Regions from separate parts of the Mus musculus genome. Here region 1 is linked to region 2. Evidence: chromatin contacts called from public HiChIP or PLAC-seq data. All regions are on one chromosome and are shown on one strand. The core of a region is the stretch at or near the end of the contact, and the rest is flanking DNA. Distances in the headings are between cores, read along the strand shown. Region 1 holds the start of Spg11 (SPG11, spatacsin vesicle trafficking associated). Region 2 overlaps Spg11 (SPG11, spatacsin vesicle trafficking associated).

Region 1 (5,800 bases), core at 90-2,589, 49 kb before region 2:
CATTCATCAAGAAATACTAAAGTACCTTTTATGAGCCAGGCTGGGATTCAGGCAGGAAGATAACAGTGGTGCACAGGTCTCTGCTATTTCCAGGCTTACATAGAGTTTGGTCAGGAATTGACATAAAATGTTAATTAGTCATAAATACTATGATTTGAGAGTGACTGGAATAGAGAGGGGCTTTAGACTTTAGACTGAGCCAGGAAGGCATGTTAGCAGGTTGCCATTAAGTCAAAATGTTCAGTTTGTAGAAGTGGCTGTGTTAGAAAGACACTGTTAAGTAGGCATGGAGGCATAATCCTGTATTCCTAGAACCTGAAAAGCTGGTGAAGGAGGATCAGGTGTCTAAGGCCACTAGAGAACCTTTATCAAATAAATAGCTTGACCAAATGCCTTTTCAATAGCTCTCTACCTCTTCTCTTCTGTATCAGATTGTACTTTCCTGAGAAAAACAGAAGAAATTGAAAGGTGAACTATTTCACCATCTCTACTCTGTATGCATCCATCTGTTACAAAGGATATCGTTTGACTTCAATCTCCATGTTAACCTTCATGTTTGTAACAGAGTCCTTGGTGGAGGACCACAAAGAATAGATTGTTTGACCTCAAAAGGAGATCTATTGGTCTGAGAAGTTTACACTCCCAAATCCTGAGACTGGGTACCCACGGGTACAAGAAAATTCATCTCGAAGGGTCTGAAAATTAGTTTTTGCAGTCAGGAGGAGGAAGGGCTTGTAGAATTTATTTTATTTTATTTTATTTTATTTTTGGTAAACTGCTCTTCAAAACTTCCTGATGGGGGAAATGAGTCAGATTGATTTTTCAAACTCTGGGATCCCAGGCATCTGATGGAGATAGTTGCTTTCCAAAACTCCATACCACTCCGTAGAGGGGCCGATTTCTCGAAGCCGGGGATGGGGGGAGGGGGTCTGTTGTGAAGCCCTGCTTTTTTTTTTTTTTTTTAAAATGGTAGAGGGTTCTTTATTAGTTCTAGACTTTAAAAGAGTACTTGCTACCAAGAAAAGCGCACTACCAGATGCCTGTTAACCGAGCAGCACAAAAAGTGAAGAGGAGCCAGCAACAGGGTTTCAATGGAGTAAGAAGCACCTGCCTTAGAAATCTTTGGTAGCAAGGACAGCACAAGCAGCTGAAAGGCCCTGGCGTATTATTGAATTGAGCTGAGCAGGGAGGGGCAGGCGTGGTTTTTGCAGGATTCCGTTTAGAGCCGCCTCCACCCCAAGCTGAGCAAATGCCGGGCGCAGGACCGCCTCTCTCGTGAGAGTCACAAGGTCCGAATCACTGCGCAGGTCCGTGACGCATTCGGGCGCCTCTACCGGAAGGACCGCCCAGGCCAAGATGGCTGCCCAGCCAGGGCCCGGAAGTGCTGCCTCCCCCGGCTGTGCCGGGGCCATGGAGCGGGTCCTGCCCATGCTGCTGGTGCGGATCCCAGCTGAGGAGACGGCGCAGCTGGGACCGCGGGCGCAGCTGCACCGAGAGCTGGAGGCCCTGGGGAGCCTGACGGCTGCGGGCAGTCTCCAAGTGCTTTCCTTGGCGCCGGGCAGCAGGGGTGGGAGCAGCTGCTGCCTCCCAGGACCCTTTAGGCAGTAAGTGCTGCGGGACGGCTGCAGGCTGTGGGAGGAGGCTGAAATCTGAGCCGCTCCGGAGGGGAGTCCTGGGCTCGCCTCTCGCCGGCCCCTGGGTTGGTGGGAGAGGATGAACCACTGGGGAGCCTCCTCAGGATCGAGCCCCGTGCCTCTCGGAACCTTTCCCATCCCGAAGTGAAATCCTCACCTTGTTGCAACTCACGGCTCACTTCCTGGGTGGACAGAGAAGATGTCTCACTCCTTGATAGCCCCTGCAAACCCTGGATGGGTCTCAGCACAGGTCCTGTTTCTTTAATTCAATACAGATTGTCACTGAAAGGAGTTCTAAGCCTATCTTTCTCTACCTCCTCCTCCCCCTCTTCACTATGTATCCCTAGGTATTCTAGAACTCGAAATATAGCCTGGAGCCTACAGAGATCGGCCTGTCTCTGCCTGCACTACCAGACAGTCTACTTTGTTTTAAAATGCCAGATAAGGCTTATTTCTAAAGCATTTTTTTTTGTCTCTAAAATAATGTTTTCTTGCAAACACAGCCACCACCACGCCCACTCCAGCCCCTGCTCCTCTTTAAACTTGTCCATTCATTTACACAAGTGCTCTGAGGTCACTGAACGGTATTCCAGCCCTACGTTTTCCATGTTTAAATCACAGTCTCAAGATATAGCCAGATTGGCTTGCAATTCACAATCCTCCTGTTTTACCCCTTCTAATGCTGAGATTACAGGCTTGTATACTCCATACCTGGCATGTCCGCTGTTTCTTAGACATGAGGCTCCCATGGATTGAGAAGGTAGAGAATTACAATATTATATTGCTTTCCACTTTTCATAAAACAGTTTACATCATAAAGTTTAGAAGTCCCCTGAGTATATGCTGACCTTTTTAATAAAGGGAAGTAAGTATTTTAGGATCAATCTATATGAGACTGTATAGCCAACAGGTATCTCACTTTGAGTCTCCAGGCTCTTCAACAGCTCTATAGACACAAGATGAGTTTGCTGAGTCAGCAAGTATTTTAACCCATCTTTTTACCCCCTTGTGATACGGTCTCATGGAGCTCAGGCTGGCCTGGACCCAAGGATGCCTGTGAGTTCCCAACCCTCTTACCTCCTCCTCTCCAATGCTGGAATTATAAGCACGTACTTCCATCCCAGCTTTCTACTGTTCTCATGTCTGGTGTGTGTTGGAGTGCCTGTGTGTTCTTGGTATATAAAGGCAGAAATGGGAACTGTCAGTGTTTCTAATAAGAACCTCATAGCCACCCCATTTAATATAAACTTATTATTGTAGAAAAGCAAAGTTTTTAAAAGAAGTTGAAACTATCAGAGTGGTAGCCTCATCTCTTTTAGTGTTTTCAGAGTTGGGCCATATTGACTGATCTTAAGATAGGTCTTTCTCTGTAGCCCAGACTGGCCCCAAACTCAGTCTTCTTGTCTCAGCCACTAAAGAAAGTGATTGCTATCGAGTCACCAGATCTGGCTCATACATATTAGTGATAGTCTTTTCTTTTTTTAAGATTTATTTATTTTATTACTATGAATACACTGTAGCTGTCTTCAGACACACACTAGAAGAGTGCATCAGACCCTGTTACAGATGGTTGTGAGCCACCATGTGGTTGCTGGGATTTGAACTCAGGACCTTTGGAAGAGCAGTCTGCCCTCTTAACCGCTGAGCCATCTCTCCAACCCAGTGATAGAGTCTTGCTATGTTGCTTAGGGTGTTCAGTTTCTGGGCTCAAGAGACCCTTCCTCGGCCTTCTGAGTAGCTAAGACAATGTTGCTATGCCCAGCTTGGACCTTTTTATTTTAGTTTTTACATGTGTGTGAATGTGTGCATGTATACATGTGGAGGCCTGATATTGATATTGAGTGTCTTCCTAGATTGCTTGCCACAGTAATTTGAATTTTTTATTTATTATTATTAATGTTTGGGTGTGTGTGCACGTGCTCATGAACATGGCACAGCATAAAACTGTGGAGGTCAGAAAACAACTCCATGCGGTTGGTTCTCTGCATCCACCTTGACATGGAGTTCAGAGATCCAACTCAGGTTGCAAAGCACATGCATGTGTCCTTCCCTGATGAACCATTGCTGACCCTCCTCTTCATTTCAGAGTCAGAGTCTCGATCTGAAACCAAGAGCTCACAGGCTTGAGTTGGTCTAGATGGCTAGCTTGTCCCCAGGATCTTTTGTCTCTGACTCCTGAGTGCTAGGATTACAGGCAGCCAGGCCACCAAGCCTGACTGGCTCTCGTGTGGGTTCTGAGTATCCAAGTGCCACTCTCCAGCCTGTGGAGCTAGCTCTTTAGCCCCTAAGCAACTTCTACAGCCCTTAGGTTTATTTTAAAATATAATGTAATATAATTAGTCTCTCTCTGTCCTTGCTAGCCAACTTTGGTGACTATGCTGTCTAGTATGATAGTCATTAGCCAGCCACATGTGGCTAAGCTGGACCGTCTTTACCGTAACAGTTCTTTTTTGCAGTACCCACAGTAGAAGTGCCCTGTAGCCATATCTGCCCACGGATTGTTGGCTGTCTTGAGCAGCACTGAAATAGAACATTTGTATCATCACAAAGTTCTATTAGGGAGGGTTGTTCTGTAACATAGCATTCTGGAGTACTCAAAGACTGCAGATGTAAATAATTAATTTTTAAATCTGAAATAATCCAATTCAGTCAAAGCCCATTTAAAACATTATTTATTTTTTGTTTGTGAGCGTTTGCCTGCAAGTATATATGTGCATCATGTGCATGGTACCAGCAGAGACCAGGAAAGGATGTCAGATCCCCTGGAACTGCAGTTACTGTATTTGTGAACAAGTATTCTCAACCACTTGAGTCACCGCCAGCTGTATAAGCCCATTTTATTGATTATAATAAGTAATATACTTACTTTATAAGGAATAAATTTACAACTGGGTATGGTGGCACATGCCTTTGATCCCAGCACTCAGGAGGAAGAGACAGGTGGATCTCTGTGAGTTTGAGGCCAGCCTGGTCTACATAGCAAGTACCAGGACAGTCAGGCCTACAAAGAATAATTAGGCTTTTAAAAGATGTTTAAAAAGCTGAAGGGAACAGTTTCTTGCCCTGTGTTCACTTCATACCCCCACTCTCAGTGTAGAGGAAAAGAGTGGGAAGAAGTTAGGAGACGGGAAGGGAAGGGAAGGAAGAGAGTTGTGACGGTGTTTTCATTCCCTTAGGCTGGATTGTGGAGTTGGTGCTGTCAGTGAACTAAGCTGTCCTTGTTCTGCCCGTTGGTCCCCACTATTGTGGTTAGTGGGATTGTGGGTATAGAAACACAATAAATCTAAACTTTTTTTCTTAGGTTCCTATGGGAGGAGTCTCAGAACAGCACATCAAGAGACAGGCCCAAGCTGCTTGTTGCCAGAGAAGATTATGAGCTGCTCGTATATGAATTTGACTTGAGAGATGGAAGATGTGACGCAGCCTTATTACACGGCTGTTGTGGGAGGACACTGCAGAAGCTCACTGAAGATCAAGGTGTCAGTAAGTGTCATTTTAGGTCTGGGACTTTTGCTTCCTTTCTTAGACAGTGTGACTGTGTAGCACAGGCCACCCTCAAACATGTGGTCCTCCTCCATCAGTTTCACAAGTGCTGGGATGTCAGGAGTGTGCCACCATGACCAACTATTTGTGAGAAGTTATGAGAAGTTCTCATAGAGGTGAAACCAAAAGGGCGGGCTACACTGCTCAATACTATAGCCACTAGCCAGTTGTTCAGCACTCAGAATGTAGTTAATAGGAATAAAGTTGTACCTTTAATTTTTGCAGGACTGGGAATCAAATCTAGAGTCTCACAAATGCTAGGCAAGCCCTTGGTGACTGAGAAATGTGCTATATATGTCACAGGCAAGTGAGGGGCGATATGCCTATAATCCCAGCACTTTTGAGGCAGAAGCCAGAGGACCTCAGTTTGATGCTAACCTAGGATACGTAGTAAGGCTGCCAAAAAGGAAAAAAAAGGGGTGGAGGGGAGCGGGGAAGAAATCATACATCCATCTGGTTTTTTAGAGGGATACTGGGAAGTGAACCCATGGCCTCATACATGCTAGATTGTCACTCAGTCATTGAGCTACATACTCAGCCCCAGGCCTTTCTTGCTCTTATTTTCAGGCAGAGTATCACCAAGCTACCTAAGCTGGTCCTGGATTTAAAAATCCTCCTGCCTC
Region 2 (5,534 bases), core at 1,663-4,162:
AAACTTGGGAGGCAGGATTGCAAGTTCTAGCCCAGCCACCCTGGGCCAGATAGCTGGATGTTGTAACAAACATCACATGGTCTTCTCTCCCACAGCTCAGCATTATAAAGAATCATCCTGAGCCCTGTTTTTATTGTTGTTGTTTTTTGTTTTTTTGAAATAGGGTTTCTCTGTATAGCCCTGGCTGTAATGTGAGTTGCCTTTAACATAGAGATCCATCTGCCTCTGCCTTCCAAGTGCTGGGACTAAAGTGCCACTACCACCTGGCTTTTTGTAAAAACTCACTCTGTGAAAAAGAACACTGAGTGTGTTTTAATCGTCTCTCTAGGTGGAATCTCTTCTTCAGTATTTCAGTCCTGTCCTTCAGAGCCACTTGAAGCTGGCTTCTGAGAAACTGTCATCAGGGTCCATCTCTAGGGATGACAGCTGCCTCCAGGAACTCCAGAAAAACAAAGGAGAAACGAGTAATTTCTTTGAAATTCTCCACCGGTGCTCAGATGAGTCCACCTCTTGGAGCTGGCTCCTGGCTGAGGCAGTGAGACATCGGGCTCCCATCCTCAGTGTCCTGGCCTCGTGTGTGCAGGTGAGCTGGCCACAGTGGGTGCTAAAACTCTACCTGCTTGGTGGCTTTGTCAGGACAGTGGCAGGCTAGGGGTGGATGCTGGCCATAAACTAAGACCCGGTCTCATATGGCTTGGTAGTTAGGAGCACACACTGCTCTCACAGAGGACCTGACTGACTTCCCTGCACCCATATTTGGTGGCTCATAGCCACTTTTAACGCAGACTTCTGTGGTTTCAAGGCTTCTGGGCTTCATGAACACCAGCACTCACACTTAACACTCAGATACTCACACACACAATTAGAAATCAAGGAAGTCTTTCAAAATGTCAGAACTACAAAACAGAACAAAACACAGACCAGCAAAGCCCCTTGACACCAAATTTGACCACGAGTTTGAATCCTGAGACTCACGAGGTGAAAGGAAATAGCTGACAGCCATAGGTCCATGACAGGTGTGTACATGCACACATGAGGAAGTAATGAGCTGGGGCTGGAGAGCTAGCTCAGGAGTTAGGGGTGCTTGTTGCTCTTGCAGAGAACTGGAGTTCAGTGCTCAGAGCTGCCTGTTATTCTGGCTCTAGGGAATCCGTTGTCCTCTTCAGGCCTCTGTGAGCATTAACACACATGGGCTCATGTACGCAGAGACAAAACAGAGAACAAGAAGGAAGAAGGAAGAAGGGAAAGGAAGGAAGCAAGCAGTAAGGTGGGAGGGGCCTGAAGTAGCTACAGGGGACAATTGTGAGGCTCTTACACCTGCTTCCAAGGTCAGACCTCAGGCTGTCTGTCCATTAAGCTGTCTCCTGGCACCAGTGAAGCCTACGGTGGGGACTCAGTTTCTGGCTGCCCTCAGGAAGGTGCTCTGCTAGGCAGGCACCCTCCTCCTCTTCCTTAGCACCTTGTTGGGGAAGGTTTTCTCACAAGCTGATTCCAGCTAGTTAGTGGAGTTTTGTCCATCTGTGTGATCGAGGCCCAGTTCCTTCATTTTGAAACATTCTTATCCAATGGTAGGGTGCCAGTGTTGTCTCCTGTCTCTGTGTTTGGATTGTCACCTCCGTGGAGGACAAGGTTGCAGCTGAAGCAATGGGACACATTCAGATCTCTGTAGAGGACCATCACTGGAGCCTGAAGGACCTGTCCATCATCTGGAGAACTGTATTGACAAGACGCAAGAGCCACACTCTCATCCGAGGTTTCCAGCTCTTTATTAAGGTATTGTTATACACATACACACATATGCACTCACACTCATGAGTGCACACACACACTTCAGACATTCCAGAACCTCAGGGTGTCAACATAGCATTCCTTGGCTTTTTCTTATTATCAGACCTGGATTTTTTTTTTTAAAGTCAACAAGAAATATTAATGGTAGCTGGGCGTGGTGGCGCACGCCTTTAATCCCAGCACTTGGGAGGCAGAGGCAGGCGGATTTCTGAGTTCGAGGCCAGCCTGGTCTACAAAGTGAGTTCCAGGACAGCCAGGGCTATACAGAGAAACCCTGTCTCAAAAAACCAAAAAAGAATTACACAAGAAATATTAATGGTAATAGAACTTGTGTGTGTGTGTGTGTGTGTGTGTGTGTGTGTGTGTGTGTGTGTGTGTGTGTGTGTGTGTGTGTTTAGTTTAGTATTGGGTATCCAGCCCTAGGACCTTTGAGATATACTGTATTTATTTAGCAGAGTACTTTATATGTATTGGTTTAGTAAGTTCTCACAATACTTTATAAAAATATTTTGTGTGTTAGGAAGTGGCATTACCTTTCTTTTACAGACTGATAACTAATACATAACTCAAACCGCACATACTCAAGTAGGCACGCTTACAATTCAGATTCATCACTTCTAATCCTAAATTCCTCTTTTCTGGCCTGACAACCCCACCAAAAATAGGCTAGTTGATACCACAGAGACCAACCAGTAGGAGGGTAAGTGGCTGGTGCTCTTTTGCCTCCGGGAATGTTTGTTGGGGCCATAGCGCCGCCTAGTGGATGGTTAATTTTTTCCCCCAAAAGGAAATAACATGGGAAACTTAATTTGATTCTTCCATTATTAATATCTTTGATGATCTGGATTTTCTAATTTTAACTCTTCTTCAAAGGATTCCCCACTTCTATTGATTATGGAGATGTATGAACTGTGTATGTTCTTCAAGAATTACGAGAAAGCCAAAGTTAAACTTTTGGAGTTCCAGAAAAGCCTTGAAACAGTAGGTGGAATTGGAGTGTCCTCCTCTCAGGTCTAAAGTTGGTTGGCAGGTCTTCATGCTGGTGGGTGGTATGGGGAAGCAGTAGACAACTGGTTGTGCCATGTGATTGACAATGAGTCACTGTCATTTCAGAGAAGCCAGACAGGTGGCGTTGTGACTTGTAGTTACCGTAAACAGAAGTGTCACGTCATGTGCTACTGTTATCTGTGTCCTGGTGGAGTAGCCAAACTTAGTGGGGCTGAGATCAGTGGTCCCTGCTGTGGACACCAAGAAGAGAGGGATGGTTCTTTGTCAAATGCAGGCTGGCTCTTGACACCCTCTTCTGGTGCATCTGAAGACAGCTACAGTGTACTTAGACATAATAATAAAGAAATCTTTTTAAAAAATCTTCTGGGCTCAAATACAAGCCCAGACCCCTTCTAGGGAGCTGCCAAGTGAAGCATGGTTGGTTAGGAATAGCACAGGGGGACTGATTTGATAGTAGGAGGCATTTAAGCCTGGGACTTCGGTGGTTCCTAGAGTTTGGCACTCTGGACTGTCACACACATAGCCCCCTCACCAGCACTTCCTGCAGAGTGGCAGAGCTGCCTTTGTCCCCATCACTGCTTCCTGCCATCTGTCGGGTGCACAGACCCTCCTTTTGTGATAGGCCCATGAGAGTAGTAAGAAGCCTTGGGAATGTTCGGGGCTTTCTTGATCCCAGATTTGGGGGTTCTGCTTTTTCTTTCCTTTTTTAGATTTATTTATTTTATATCTGTGAGTACGCTGTCACTCTCTTCAGACACCATAAGAGGGCATCAGATTCCGTTAAAGATGGTTGTGAGCCACCATGTGGTTGCTGAGAATTGAACTCAGGACCTTTGGAAGAGCAGTCAGTGCCTTTAACCACTGAGCCACCTCTCCGGCCTCATGGGGTTCTGCCTGTTCATTCCCACAAACTCTTCTGAGCCTCTGTTGTCTTTCCTAGCTTGACACAGTGGCCGCAAGGGTCCTTCCTATCATACCTGCCTCGTGGATGAAAGACCAGGTTTGTTTCCTTTTGAAACTTATGCCGCAGCAGTGTGAGACGCAGTATGAGCTGGGGAAACTCCTCCAACTGTTTGTTGGCACTGAGCAGCTCTTCTCTGACGGTAAGACAGTTTTATTCTGAAGCTGCTGCCAAGTTGTTAGCTCTTGTATGTTGGAATTATTTTTGGAAGGCGGTCAGAATATTAGATATATTGGATAGATAGCAGCACACTGACGTCCATCCATAACTGAGCATGAAGAGGTCATCTGTAACAGCAGCATCTACTGTAGTGCAACCAGTCCTTCTAAGCAGCTGATACATGCTCGCTCTTGCAAGTGTGCTTGCTCTCTCTCTCTCTCTTCCTCTCTCTCTCTCCCTCCCTCCCTCCCTCCCTTCTTCCCTCCCTCCGTCTCCTCTCTCTCCCTCTCCCTCCCTCCTTCTTTCCCTCCCTCTCCCTCTCTCTCTCTCTCTCTCTCTCACACACACACACACAGAGAGGTGGGGGGGGGGAATGAGCAAGCTAACCTGAGTCATTGTCTCCAAGGTTAGCGGATTACTATGATATTGAAGAGCACCAATCTGAGACACTTGACAGCATGGTGGTTCACACCTATAGGCCCAGTGCCCAGAAAGCTGAGGTAGGAAGATTGTCATGAGATCAAGGCCAGTCTGGACTTCACAGTAAGATCCTGTCTAATAAAAGCCACATGTGTATAGTAGAGGCTGATTTCATGTGCTAATCTTATCGCTACCAGTTCTTAGAGCAAGGTGGGCAAGTTCAGCCAGACTTTGACTAAGGATATTGCAAGGTATACACACATACTCCCTCACACACATACCACATACACTCATATATATATATATATATATATATATATATATATATATATACACACTGAAAGTGCTAAATGCCATATATACATGTGCTACAGACCCTCTGGGCCCCTGGTCTGTGTGGAATGGGATCTCTTAAGCAGATGAGCAAAGAGTCGGATGGAGTGACAGACAGACAAACACGCAAGAGTGGTGTTGGATCTGAATGTAATTTTCCAGTCGAGCCTCAGACTTTTTATAATACAGAGTAAATTGCAAATCATAACAGAATAAGGCACATTGAATTTTTCCAGGTGCAAAAGGAGTGACTTCAAAAGGAACCAGATAAATGTTTAACACTAGAGATTAGCACAGATGCAAGGGGAGTGACTTCAAAGGGAATTTGTAGGGACCAGATAAATGTTTACACTAGAGAATAGCACCTTCTGCCAGGCAAGAGTTTTACACTTAGTGTTAATAGCACCAGGGTTGTTAACTCTTGACACGCCTCAAGAATAATGTAGTGACCCCAAAATTCTCTAGGCCTTGTTAAATTATCTTGTCTGAAGGATCCTCATTTATCAGTATAGTATATTAATTTGCTCTTGGCATGGAATGTAGTCTGTAATATGAATTTCTATCTCAGTGAGAATTCCAGACTCTTTCTGCAGACAACTGAATTAATGGCTAGTGCTTAATTGTTTTATGGTAGTGCTTAATTAGTTACTGAATAGGTTAAACTCCTTGCTGCTATCTGGAATCTAAGAACACTGGGAAAAGGCTTTAGCTATGTTAGAATACAATCTTAAAAGGCATTTACTATAAGGTAATTCTTAATAGAGTGCACGTGAATCTATACATTAGACTAACGTGGTGGAAATTTGAATATTATGGGTTAGGGAAAGAAATGCCATAACTCTGGGAGGAAAATTTCCATGGAACT

What was found. HiChIP or PLAC-seq counts read pairs in DNA pulled down with a chosen protein or histone mark.
Region 1: a contact with region 2 is called in an H3K4me3 HiChIP or PLAC-seq map of bone marrow-derived macrophages, with 2.1 times the contacts expected there. The contact joins the promoter of Spg11 here to the enhancer-like site in region 2. A contact is called at or near these places in 1 of 15 datasets of contacts at CTCF or cohesin (CD8 T cells), 29 of 484 Hi-C or Micro-C datasets (B cells, the Ba/F3 cell line, the C2C12 cell line and 20 more), 7 of 115 datasets of contacts at active chromatin or transcription factors (the HPC-7 cell line, the SCID.adh cell line, bone marrow-derived macrophages and 2 more) and 4 of 9 other capture datasets (adipose tissue, embryonic stem cells, liver and 1 more).

Annotation. Positions count from the first base shown.
Region 1 is chr2:122,113,925-122,119,724 of GRCm38.p6, reverse strand. Spg11 (SPG11, spatacsin vesicle trafficking associated) reads left to right here and starts at 1,339. Exons shown (of 40, transcript NM_145531.2): 1 at 1,339-1,604; 2 at 4,936-5,117. The coding sequence starts at 1,357.
Region 2 is chr2:122,067,104-122,072,637 of GRCm38.p6, reverse strand. It overlaps Spg11 (SPG11, spatacsin vesicle trafficking associated), which reads left to right. Exons shown (of 40, transcript NM_145531.2): 25 at 329-583; 26 at 1,573-1,773; 27 at 2,662-2,769; 28 at 3,737-3,899. Among named protein-coding and RNA genes, the nearest start is that of Eif3j1, 41 kb to the right of the region's middle. Within about 2 kb of position 2,912, at least 16 of the 459 cell types and tissues checked have an H3K27ac peak or open chromatin away from gene starts, as enhancers often do. A contact at or near this core is called in B cells, the CH12 cell line, the HL-1 cell line and 3 more, where this site is marked.